Regions from separate parts of the Drosophila melanogaster genome. Here region 2 is linked to region 1. Evidence: chromatin contacts called from public Hi-C data. All regions are on one chromosome and are shown on one strand. The core of a region is the stretch at or near the end of the contact, and the rest is flanking DNA. Distances in the headings are between cores, read along the strand shown.

Region 1 (5,845 bases), core at 2,266-4,765:
TGCCCCCACACCTCAACTTTATTTTGTATTTTTTTTCTTTTCCCCATTTTTCTGCCCCCCCAAAAAATTCTCGAAAAAATGTGCCGAAATAAAAATGCATCAAACAGGCGAGCAAAGTTCACAGCAAGCTGCTTTTGGTTATCGGGGGGATTAAAGGAAAATGCAAAAGTTGTCAGTAAAACTTCGACGAGGCTTACAGACACCGCCACCACTCCCGTATTTCAGCACCCCCTCCCATACAACCCACCGTAGGCCATAAAAAGTTTTTGCTGCTCTGTTGCAGCTGCCTACAGTTGGCCTTTTCAAGTTGTGCAACGAACCAAGGAGCTGCCGACGAGGGTATTTTCGTCCTTTCTCGGCAGGATTCGTCACTGGCGATGGTTGTAAGTGTTCTCCTGCATTTCCTGCATCTGCTTCGTTTCTTTTGTTGCACATATTTTCCATCTTTCTCCGCCTTTCACCTCCGAAGGAAATCACTCTGCTGACACACAGAGAAAACACAAGAAGAGATGGTAAATAATGATGGGAGGAGGATGGTAAGGAATGGAATGCAATGGAATCCCTCACTCAGGTAAAACCAACGATTTCCGTGGACCTTTCTGGACGAATCTTCCCTGAGGTCATGAGCGCCCATTTGTAAATTACTTTATGGTGCAATAAAAGTCGCTTGCCTGAATTGCCGACCGATTCCCAACGCAAAGTAACATCCTTAAACACACAGGATGATCCAGGGTCGTAAATCGTTTTCAAATCTCTCGGTTTAGCGGGAAGTAAATCGGCAGATTCTCCGGGTTATTTCATTCATTAACTGCATGTGTTTCAAGAAATCAGATTTGCCAAATGTTTATTTTTAGCCTGGAAGTCCATTTGCTGAGACTGTGAGGGTTTTTTGGGGCAATTAGTTGGTTTGGTGAGGCATCTTACGATTTTTACGAATTACACAAGCTCCATAACTTCTTTGTTCATTAACTTAATTGCCATACAAACAAACAGTTGGCTTCATGGAGATTTACATTTTCTTATAGAAAGAAGAAAGGGAGAGAAGCCAATGCATTTCTTCAAAATGCAAATGACATGTGGACACATAATAAGTTGTATTTAAATTAGTCTATATCTTACTTTGCATAGTTTCAAGTATCTTTTTGGTATTACACGATTTAGGCGCTCTGAAGTTTTATATGGGTAATAGCAACTGCCCCCAGACTAGTGTTTGTACCAATATGTGTATGGGTGTGTGTGCGCTGGGGCCGTGAGAAAATCTATGCGGCATACAGCTGGGCGCTCATATTCGGCAGCAGAGCGAAATGCAGACAAGTGGCAGTCCTCCCACAATCCTTGTGCGCCCATCTCTTTCCCACCTACTGCGCATTTTGGGGTAGGTGTGCCGCCACCCACTGAAATCGCCCCATTTGAAAGGCCCCAGTGGAAAGCGCGTTGAACTTTGAAGTTGTTCTTTGTTGGCTTTTTGCTTTGATTTTTGTTTCACTAATTTCTTTCTTTGCTGCCATGTTGCTGCAACAAAGGTTGCCGAAACCTCGGAGACGAAAGAGAACAGTGCGAAAGAGATGGAGAAGGTGGGAGAAAAGCTTTTGATGTGGGAATTATTGTCGACTGTTGCTTTTTGGTTTTCTTTTGTTCTCGCACTTACACAAGCGTACAAGATGAAACGATTTATTTTGTTTGCTTTTCTTTGTTCCCCTTCGCACACGCACACGCTTACTGGGAATTCGCAACACTTGTAGATTGTGCGTGCGTGCGTGTGTGGAGTTTTGCATGTTGCAAGTAACAGGCGCACGTGTTTTCCCAAGTCCGTTCGTTTGATTTTCTATTGAAAATGTGCAAACTTTGCTGGAGGTCAGTTCCTCTGACGGACTGACAATTTAGGCGGTCAGTTTAGCCCAAACTTCAAAGCCATACCCCCACTTTCTGGCCCAAAATCATTAGCCACTTGGTTGGACTGTGACTAAAACAGATGAAAACCGAGAGATTCGAGGTGAACGCTTGGCCTTCAAAAAGTTTAAAACGCAAAAGCCGAAGAAGAGGCCACCAGACGAAAAACTCAGCGAACCGGCGGAGAAACACACTAAAGTACTCAGCGCATATTGGCGGCCAAGGAAATAGGACTGCAAATTTATTAACCTGTGCTAAACTGTAGAATGTGATAACGTAACTCTACAGTGAATACTCGACCAGAGAAACTCTCTAACATTATACAAGTAAATTTATGCCGAAGAAATAATCCTTTTAGTTAAAAAAAAATCTTTGGTACCTTCTCCTCTCATACTGTGTTATATTATAGAGTTACTCTTTGAAAATGAAGATAAGAAATTCTTAAACCTTATAAATTGCAAGAAATAATATATTATAAGGTGTGCTATTGTTTCATCCGCCGCTGTGTGTGACAGAAAATAAATAAGCCAAATAATTGCGAATGGCTACAACAAAAGAAAGACTTGTGCTGTGTGCGCCAAAGTAAAATACTCCAAGTGTCTTAATAATACAAGTAGAATAATACAGGCAATCCCCTCCCGTGAAAAGTGAATTGATGTCCACAATTAAGTGCAAATAACAGTCGCTTAACAGAGGTGAATTCTGCGGCTAGCCGAGTTAGTAACCCCCAAAATAAACAGCAGACTTCCTCAAACGCAATGGTACTATACTTCCATTATTTTTTATCGGCGCTCCGCTGTTCCGGTTGTAATTAATCATCAATTTTTTGGGCGAAAAAGAAATTTTTCAAAGTTTAACGATCAAATGTAAACACAGACACACACACACACAAACGTTAAACGCGGCGAGGGCGAATTGGCGAGTCAACAACACAGCTTTGGAGCGAGCGAGGCGGGGAATATTTGGCCGCAGGGGCGAGCGAGATGGCGAGTGGAACCAAAGTTTCGCCGCCAAACTGTTCTTGGTGGTGGGTTTTGCTCTTCATGTCGGTATGGGAACAGTTGGGGTGTGGGGAACGTGGAGACCGAACGTTAAATTCAAAAATTGCGCCTGTCTGTGTCTCGGCACATGCGAGTGTATGGGTGCGTGTGGCCGGCCGGCGAAATGTTCGCGAAAAGTTATTATTCTCGCTTAGCTCGCCTTTTTTGTTTCAACTCACCGCATATTTGCTGAAGAATCCCTCATGTATGCCGCTCGAATAATCCTCTAGTTCGAACATGTTGAATCTTTTATGTTTTTAGCATGCACTTTGTTTTGATCGATGTTTCCGCCTGGCGAAGATTTCACCGGAATATCGTCCGCCTCTCTGCTTCTTACTGCCAATTCCAATTAACGGTTCTATTTCGAAACAGCGCACAAAAAATATATTCAGTCTCAACACCGTTGTTCCTTGGCAATCCAAGCCGTGATCTCTGCACTTTTCAAATTCTACTTCCAGCAAAAGGACATGGCGCTCGCGCTCAATATATCGCAGTTATCAGGAGCGCACAACACCGGTCTCGTATTCGAAGTCGCGGAGCAATGATAAAATAAACCCGCCCGGTCAGAATTCGAACGAAAAATGAGAGCGCCCGAGACTGGAGTGACCGTACCTCCGTTTTTGGAAAACGTTGACAATACACGGCACCGCAACCAGTGGCAGGTTGGGAGCTCGGGTAACCATTTAGCCGGGAAACGAACCCTGCGTGTAACGGCTTTTTAAAAGGTAACCTCACTGTTCGGCATTCTTTGTTATTAGGTATTCTTAATTATTTATATTTATATTTTTGCTTATAAAAGCAACTAAAATCAATTTTGAACTTTAAAAACAAAAACAATTAACGCAACGTGATACAAATTATTCGGCTTGATGTTCGATGTGATCTTTTCCAGCTTTTTGAATGTCATTACACTTTTTGGACTTGTGCTCCCTTGTCGACTTCTTTAGGCTTGGTTTCATATTTGGATTTGCCTAAAATTGGAATTTTATAAATACTAATATTATTAGTATCTGTATCTTCATTTTACATTATCGTTTGTCGCTGCTTCTGGAGTTTTGGAAGCCAGTAGTTTTTTATCCTTCTTTAATGTGCTTGTTTTCTAAATATATTATATATTTTATAATATTTTAATATATGCATATCTTTTGATATTTCTTACTTCATTTTCATTCGAATTTTGTGCCTGCAGTTGCTTCCCATCCTTCCTTTTTGTTCCTGTTTTCTAAATATTTTATATTTTGTAATGTTTGAACAAATATTTTTATATCTTTGGATATTTCTTACTTCATTTTCGATAGATTCTTGTGCGTCTAGAAGATTTGCAGCCACCTTGACACACTGACGTGCAGCCGGAAGTTTCTTCACATTTTTCTTGGGCACAGGAGGTCCTTCTTCATTCATTTCATTAGATGCTTGTTCCTCCAAAAGATTTGCAGCCGCGTCGGCGCACGGAAGTGCAGCCTGCAGTTTCTTAACATTCTTCTTGGGTGCAGGAGTTTCTTTGGACCTCGCTGCTTCTGTATTTTGGACTGTGGAACTCAATTTGGAATCCAGTTGCTTTCCATCCTTCCTTTGGGTTCCTGTGTTCTAAATATTTTATATTTTGTAATGTTTGAACAAATATTTATATATCTTTGGATATTTCTTACTTCATTTTCGTTAGGTTCTTGTGCGTCTAGAAGATTTGCAGCCACCTTGACACACTGACGTGCAGTCGGCAATTTCTTAACATTCTTCTTGGGCACAGGAGGTCCTTTGGTCCTCGAAGATTCTGCTAGGATGTTCTGGTCAGATAAGGTCAGCACTTGGTTCTGCTTCTTCGTAGCTGCACTGCGAGTAACCACCATTTTCGGTTCAAAGCTAACGTAGAAAATTCAAAAAATCAAGATAATGGAAATTTGGTGTAGATTCAAGCGAAGTGCAATAAGATGTGGGAATTTCAGTAAAAAGGTAAATAGGTTATTTGGTTAGTGGCGCGACACTAGACAACCAGGCTACTTCCAAACACGAAGTCACAAATTTAAAAATATCTGAAATATTTTTCCCAAAGATATATAACCACTTAATAAACTTATAATAACCACTTAAGTTCAGTCGCAGGAAATAAAGCCCTTAGCTTGCAGTTCATTTATTAAAAATTATAATATTATATATTATAATTATAAAAATTATATATATATATATAGTGACGTATTTGGGTGGTCCAAACCAGCCACTTCCATTATTTCAAAGAAATCAGTAATGCACTCTAGTAATTTTCCATAACGTATCCCAGCTGCGCAGCATTCGTTTATCTTTGGCAGCGCAGCCGTTCTTGTAAACATCCTAAAGCCTGACCTAAGCAGATTTGACTGCCCTCTTTCAACGCTACCTAATCTTAAGAACCCAAGAGCGAGGCTCTCCCGAAATACAAATATTGTTCAAATACTGAGGCTTCTCCTCAATCCAATTTGCATTTGATTTTTAGTCTTAAGCTGAGATCCAAAGAATAAAGTCGTGAAACTATTTCTCCTAAAACTATTTTTTATTTCTTGGCGTTGTCCTTAGTCAACTGACGGGACATTAGTTCGACTCATAAATAAAACAACAATTTTACTGGCGCAGTCGGTAGGATACAAAAGTATCCGAAAAAAAAAGAACCTTCGAGTGGAAAATAAGTTAAATTTTATAGTCCAGTGCTCGAAACATCTCCCAAAATAAATTCGTGAAAACTCTTCAACTTGGATTATAATTCCAATTCGGTTATCCAATAATAAGTGGAAGTGAAATACGAAACAAAAATATTAAGTCCAAAGGCAACTAAGTTTTAAAACCAACATATAAAAATAAAAAATTAAAACAATATAGAATTTTAATAATACAACACAAAAATTTACAAAACAAAAAAACAAACAAGTGAAACTAGAAAGCTTAAA
Region 2 (5,845 bases), core at 1,593-4,092, 330 kb before region 1:
TGCTGGCTGATTGCTGACCCTCTGGTGTAATTTTCCATGCACACGCCTTTGTAATGGAAACACAAACATATATCTACGGGTAAATTGTGCATAGAGCACCATCCGGAAAATGGGCCCACTTTCCCGCCCCTCTTTTTCTTTTCCGATGATTTATCTTCGCGGTTCTGTTAGCGTCAGATCGACAGCTGACCCGATCTCTTTCGTCTTTTCGATCACTTCAGGTGATTTTGTCGGCTGCCTTTGAGTCACGACGACTATTTTTACTCTCGTTTTTCATTTTCAAAATTCTCGCTCGAGCAATTTAAATTTATTTAATTTAACCAAACTCATGCCACTAGGAACCGGGAGAAAGAATGGAAGAGCACCCACAACAAAAGTGATTTGTTTGTTGCGAGTCGAAATTCTATTGCTCTTCCTGAAAAGTCAGGCATAAATCTAAGAGATATTAATTGTTCAACAAAGCAATCATTTATCTTTGTTTAGATGCCACTATGAGTATCGTTCTCGATCGCCAATCCACTATACCCTTTCTAAAATATGCGCTAGGAGCAGAGAATGTGTGAATTTTCAATTTTACGTTGACTGATTTCAATGAATGAGCACGGATTTCGGTTCGTGGGTTTATGTCAGGCAGAATTAACATTTTGACGTGCACCGGAATTTGTTAATTAGCGAACGTTAGAAAGGTGAACAAAGTGAACTAGTGCACTGAGCGAAAAGGACAGTCTTTAAAAAAATACTTATTGTATTTTCAATGAAATGGTTAACGATCTATTTAAAACTTATATTTGTTTTCATACTTTCAAATAGTAGTTTTCTATATTGGCCCATTTATGTTGCTAATTTTTTGCGATGTAGTTTGCTGCGATTATGGTATAATACCCGTAAGTTCGAAATAGTAAGCGCGTGCCCATTATGCAGTCGGTCAATCGGTCAGTTGGTGCGATAATGCCTCCAGACCCCGTAGAGTCCGGTTAGAGATTGCCGGACCCGCCAGACCAGACGGCGCAGCCGATAAGCAATATATGTAGCTTAAAAAGATTATTCCTTGAATTGACTGAAACCTTCATCCGCTTTCCTATTTTCAGCTGAATGAAAACGGCTACATTGTCATCGAGGACTTCCTCACTGCCGAGGAAGTGGACTCACTGTACCAGGCGGGAAGAGCTCTGTGCCTGGATGCTCCGCAGAACAACAGGAAGATCTTCAGCACCATAAAGCAGGAGGATGCACAGGGAAAGGAGCTGTACTTCATGGAGTCGGGAGACAAAGTGCGTTACTTCTTCGAAAAGGGGGCGGTGGGAGATGAGGGCCAGCTGCTGGTGGATCCCATGATCGCCCTCAACAAAGTGGGGCATGCTCTGCACGTGGAGCATCCTGCCTTCAATGCCATCACCTTTAGCAACCGAGTTCGGGAGATCTGCTGGCAGTTGAACTACAATAAGCCGGCCGTCTGTCAAAGTATGTACATCTACAAGAATCCGGGAGTGGGTGGCGAGGTGACGCCCCATCAGGACTCGTGGTTCCTGCACACGGATCCCAACTCGGCAGTGGGCTTTTGGCTGGCCCTCGAGGACTGCACCCTGCAGAATGGTTGCCTGCAGTTCATCAAGGGATCACACAAGAGTGGAGTCCACAGGCGCTACCTTCGCAATCCCGACAAGGATGCCAGCGAACTGATGGTCTACGATCGGGCAGCTCCCATTTATCCGCAGTCCAGCTTCACGCCAATGCAAGTCAGCAAGGGTAAGTTGATAGAAGATAATTTATCATGAATTCAAAGTAGGTGAAGCACTTTCTAAGTACTGCAGAGCACTACAGCTTCGGTAGACCCATTTAAAATTTATCTTTATGGTGGTTAAGATGCAAAGTAAATATTTTGTTAGCTGCTTTTATCAGTCCAAGTGTAATTTAGTTGTATTTTTGGTCTGGTTCCCTAAAGAGTTATATTCGTGGTTTTTCCATAAAACGTTTAAATACTCTAAAATCATTATAACATATGTTCTACTTAATTTTTCCAGGCACCTGCATTCTAATCCACGGAAATGTGGTGCACAAGAGTGAGCCGAATCGCTCGCAAAAGAGTCGCCACGCCTACACTTTCCACGTCATCGAGACTGAGAACAACGTCAAGTATTCGGAGGACAATTGGCTGCAGGCGCCGAAGGATAAGCCATTCCCTGTCCTCTTCGAACGCAAGGCCTAAGGGTCTGGTGGAGATCGTTATTCGGTATTTTCGCATATAAGACTCTAGTGACTCTTTAAGTTTTGTTGTACACGCCAAGATGTATGATGTAATTGTAAATGTAAAGAATAAACTTCCTACTGTATTAAAATCTGAATTTAAACTGGTCCCAAGCAGTAGTCAAGCAGTGCTGGAAATTTGAATTTAAAGCAGTACTTCGGGCTCGAGCCAGTAAGCAAGCAGTTGATGGGAACAGATAGCAAGGGGCGAACGACCGACCTTATAACAAATCTACGAATCAAATTTAAACTATAATAGAGAGTAGAAGGGGAGACCACGGTCAAATTGATACAGTAAAAACACAATAAAGTTGAAAAAAGTCCCCTGGATTATTGTGTCAAATATTACATATAAAAGCTAAGCCTTATATTGCTGGAAATGTTTTTTGTATGAAATATAAGAATTAGTTTTCCACAGTGATGTCCAATCACTGATTGCTGTTGTTGATTAAAACAAGTGATCCCCTCCGCTACTGTGACGTAAACGAGTTTTTTCACCATCCGAAGTTCTCGTTTACAATTTGATAAAATTATCTGTGTCCGCCACCTCGCGGGTCGCGCGTTGGCGTTACGATCGTGAGAGATAAGTCTATTAGTAGTAGGGCACTGGAACTCGACTCGGACACTAGCTAACACAACTCAGTATGCTGCCAGCTGTCAGCCGCAAAAGATCGTATATAGAAGTGAAATGGCCACCAGCAAGTGGGAATCCGATGAGGAGATACAGTACTTTCGCGAGTATCTGCGCATCCCAAGTGTCCATCCCGATCCGGACTATGGTTAGTATCTGAACGATAGTATATTTTAGAAAAATGAAGTGACAATTTTAAAGATACTTACACTTACCTCTACAGCACCATGCGTCGAATTTCTCAGACGACAGGCAAATCTGATGGATCTGCCAATGAAGGTGTATTACCCGGCAAATGAACAGAATCCCGTAGTGGTTTTGACATGGAAGGGACTCAATCCCGAGTTGCCCAGCATTCTGCTGAACTCCCACATGGACGTGGTTCCCGTATTTCCAGAAAACTGGACTCACCCGCCATTTGGAGCCGACATCGATGAGGAGGGTCGCATTTTTGCCAGGGGAACACAAGATATGAAGTCCGTGGGAATGCAGCATCTAGCCGCAGTTAGAGCGCTCAAGAGAAGTGGAGCGAAATTCAAACGAACTATCCACATTTCCTTTGTGGCGGGTCAGTTACTTTCTAAGTTACTATTCTATCATACAACATTTAAAATATTTCATTCACTTAGATGAGGAAATGGGCGGTCGTTATGGCATGAGACCTTTTGTGCCAACTGAAGATTTCCGTGCTCTTAATGTGGGATTTGCAATGGACGAGGGATTGGCTTCACCCGATGAGCAGCTGCCTCTTTTCTATGCAGAACGAGCAGTTTGGCGTAAATTTAAATTAAATTTTAAATTTAAGTCCCTTGCTATATATATACTTACCATTTCAAACAGGTGTATATTTCAACATCAGTGGGACTGCTGGTCATGGATCGCTTTTGCTGCCCAATACTGCTGGTGAAAAACTGAACTATATAGTCGGAAAGATGATGGAGTTTCGTAGGAGTCAGGTTCAAAGATTGCAGAATAATCCAGAGTTGGTCATTGGCGATGTAACGACCATTAATTTGACCAAACTCGGTGGCGGAGTTCAGAGCAATGTGGTGCCTCCCTTGCTAATGGTCTGCTTCGATTGTCGTTTGGCTCTAGATGTGGACTTTGAGGAGTTTGAGGCTAACGTAGGTGCTGTATTCATCCTAAATGTTGCGTAAACTAAGATACTGGCATATTTATAGCTCCACAAATGGTGTGCCGACGTGGGTGGTGGCATCGAGATCACTTACGAACAGAAGCAACCTAAAGTCCCGCCCACCGCCATCGATGGGAGTAATCCCTTCTGGCTTGCTTTCAAGAAAGCTACCGATGAGATGTAAGCGCTTCTAACTTAAAAGACCTCTGATTATCTTAACATATCATTAATCTTTCAGGCACATATCCATCAAACCGCAAATATTTACCGGAGGAACTGATAGCAGATACATTCGTGCCGTTGGCATCCCAGCTTTGGGCTTCTCACCCATGAATAATACACCTGTATTGCTCCACGATCACGATGAGTTCATTCAGGCGGATATCTATTTGCGCGGTGTGCAGATATTTCAGAAAATAATTAGCAACATTGCGAATGTCTAGTTAATACCTTGTATACGCTGTATTTTTGTTTGTTGTATATGATAAAAGTTATAAGATAAATAAACTCCTGAAAATAATGGATTTGGCAAAGCATTCGTTTATTATGGATTTGCTTCATATTCCATTTGCACACGAGAAGATAAAACTAATAAAAGACAAATAAGAACTTATAGATAAGATATAACTTTAGATTCTAAACGTACATGCAAATATTCTACACGATAGTATCAACAATTTTACATACACGAATATACACGTTTAAAACACGTGTCGAATGTAATAGATATTTGGTGCGCGTCACTACTATGTTTAGCGCGTACCCGAACACGGAGCAGAACTGGGCTAAGCTAAAGCGAGGACAGTAACCATTTATTTAGTACTTGTTCGCTTCAATGTCGGCGGTTGAAATTGAAAATGGATTAACGTTAATTGAACACTCAAATGGAATATCAATATAAAAAATACTTACTTATCCTTATTTACGCGATATATTTTTTTGAGACACTACTTATGACACTACTACTAGTTTTGTAAACTATTCTATCTATCATAATAAATAAATAAAAAAACTTGTTTAAAATCTTAGTCAATTAAACTCCAAAATTGTGGTCAATGTTTTCAAGCATAAGTGATTAGTGCCAAAAATAATATATTATAAACTTAGTTAATTGGATTGATTTTGAGTTTTCTAAGATAAGTTAATACGCTCATCATAAGAATAAGATTTTAGCTTTAAGCCACACAATTACTCTGCCTTAGCCAAAGTCGAGCACTTAAAACATACATATGCTGTACTCCACCTACAGTCAGAGTTGGACACCCCCCCCCCCCCTCCCCTCACTCACAGGATACCCACATCGCAGATGTCCCCAGCCATAATTTTGTAGTTGGCCAACTTTTTGCGACTTTTATGCTGCGGGTCTTTTGTTGGCCGCCTTGGGTTGCTGGCTCTTACGTGTAATGTTCTCTCATGTTGCAAAACGATTTGTTGGAGCCAAGATTTATGAACTTGTTCCCACTGACAGTCGACAGTGGTTAAGGTAACACACACGGCAATCTGTGCGCTCGCGTGTGTGTGTGTGTGTGTGTGTGTGTGCGTGAACATGCCGCCTAATTAGAAGATTTTAATTATCTGTTTTCAATCAGCTTCCATTGAGATAATGATAATGCTGCCGCAGCCTTGTTCTTGTTCGGATTTCGCATCTTTCTCGGCCCCCAGTTTTTACTTAGCTGTTTGCATTTTTTTGCTGCTTCTTTTCGGCACTACTTTGTGTCCGTTTAAGCCAAAATGCTGTTGACATTTCGCTGGCTGCGACGGCCTGGCCAGAATCCGAATCCGAATCCGAATCAGATTTGGAAATTTGGCAAGGTGTTGTTGGTATCGCGGCCACG

What was found. A called contact is a pair of places that touch in the nucleus more often than the background predicts.
Region 2: a contact with region 1 is called in a Hi-C map of the Kc167 cell line, with 2.4 times the contacts expected there. The contact joins the promoter of CG6465 here to the promoter of jumu in region 1. A contact is called at or near these places in 16 of 107 Hi-C or Micro-C datasets (the Kc167 cell line, the S2 cell line, brain and 6 more) and 1 of 6 datasets of contacts at active chromatin or transcription factors (the Kc167 cell line).

What each region holds. Positions count from the first base shown.
Region 1 is chr3R:10,347,852-10,353,696 of dm6, reverse strand. jumu (jumeau) reads right to left here and starts at 3,515. Exons shown (of 3, transcript NM_079578.3): 1 at 3,110-3,515. The coding sequence starts at 3,169. CG31406 reads right to left here and starts at 4,936. Exons shown (of 5, transcript NM_169341.3): 1 at 4,580-4,936; 2 at 4,215-4,517; 3 at 4,090-4,152; 4 at 3,958-4,029; 5 at 3,687-3,901. The coding sequence starts at 4,777. The coding sequence ends at 3,788.
Region 2 is chr3R:10,674,248-10,680,092 of dm6, reverse strand. It overlaps CG6465, which reads left to right and starts at 2,842. Exons shown (of 6, transcript NM_141747.3): 1 at 2,842-3,023; 2 at 3,099-3,443; 3 at 3,505-3,651; 4 at 3,716-3,999; 5 at 4,057-4,190; 6 at 4,249-4,533. The coding sequence starts at 2,933. The coding sequence ends at 4,453. It overlaps Phyhd1 (Phytanoyl-CoA dioxygenase domain containing 1), which reads left to right. Exons shown (of 3, transcript NM_001104270.2): 2 at 1,089-1,746; 3 at 2,022-2,356. The coding sequence ends at 2,206.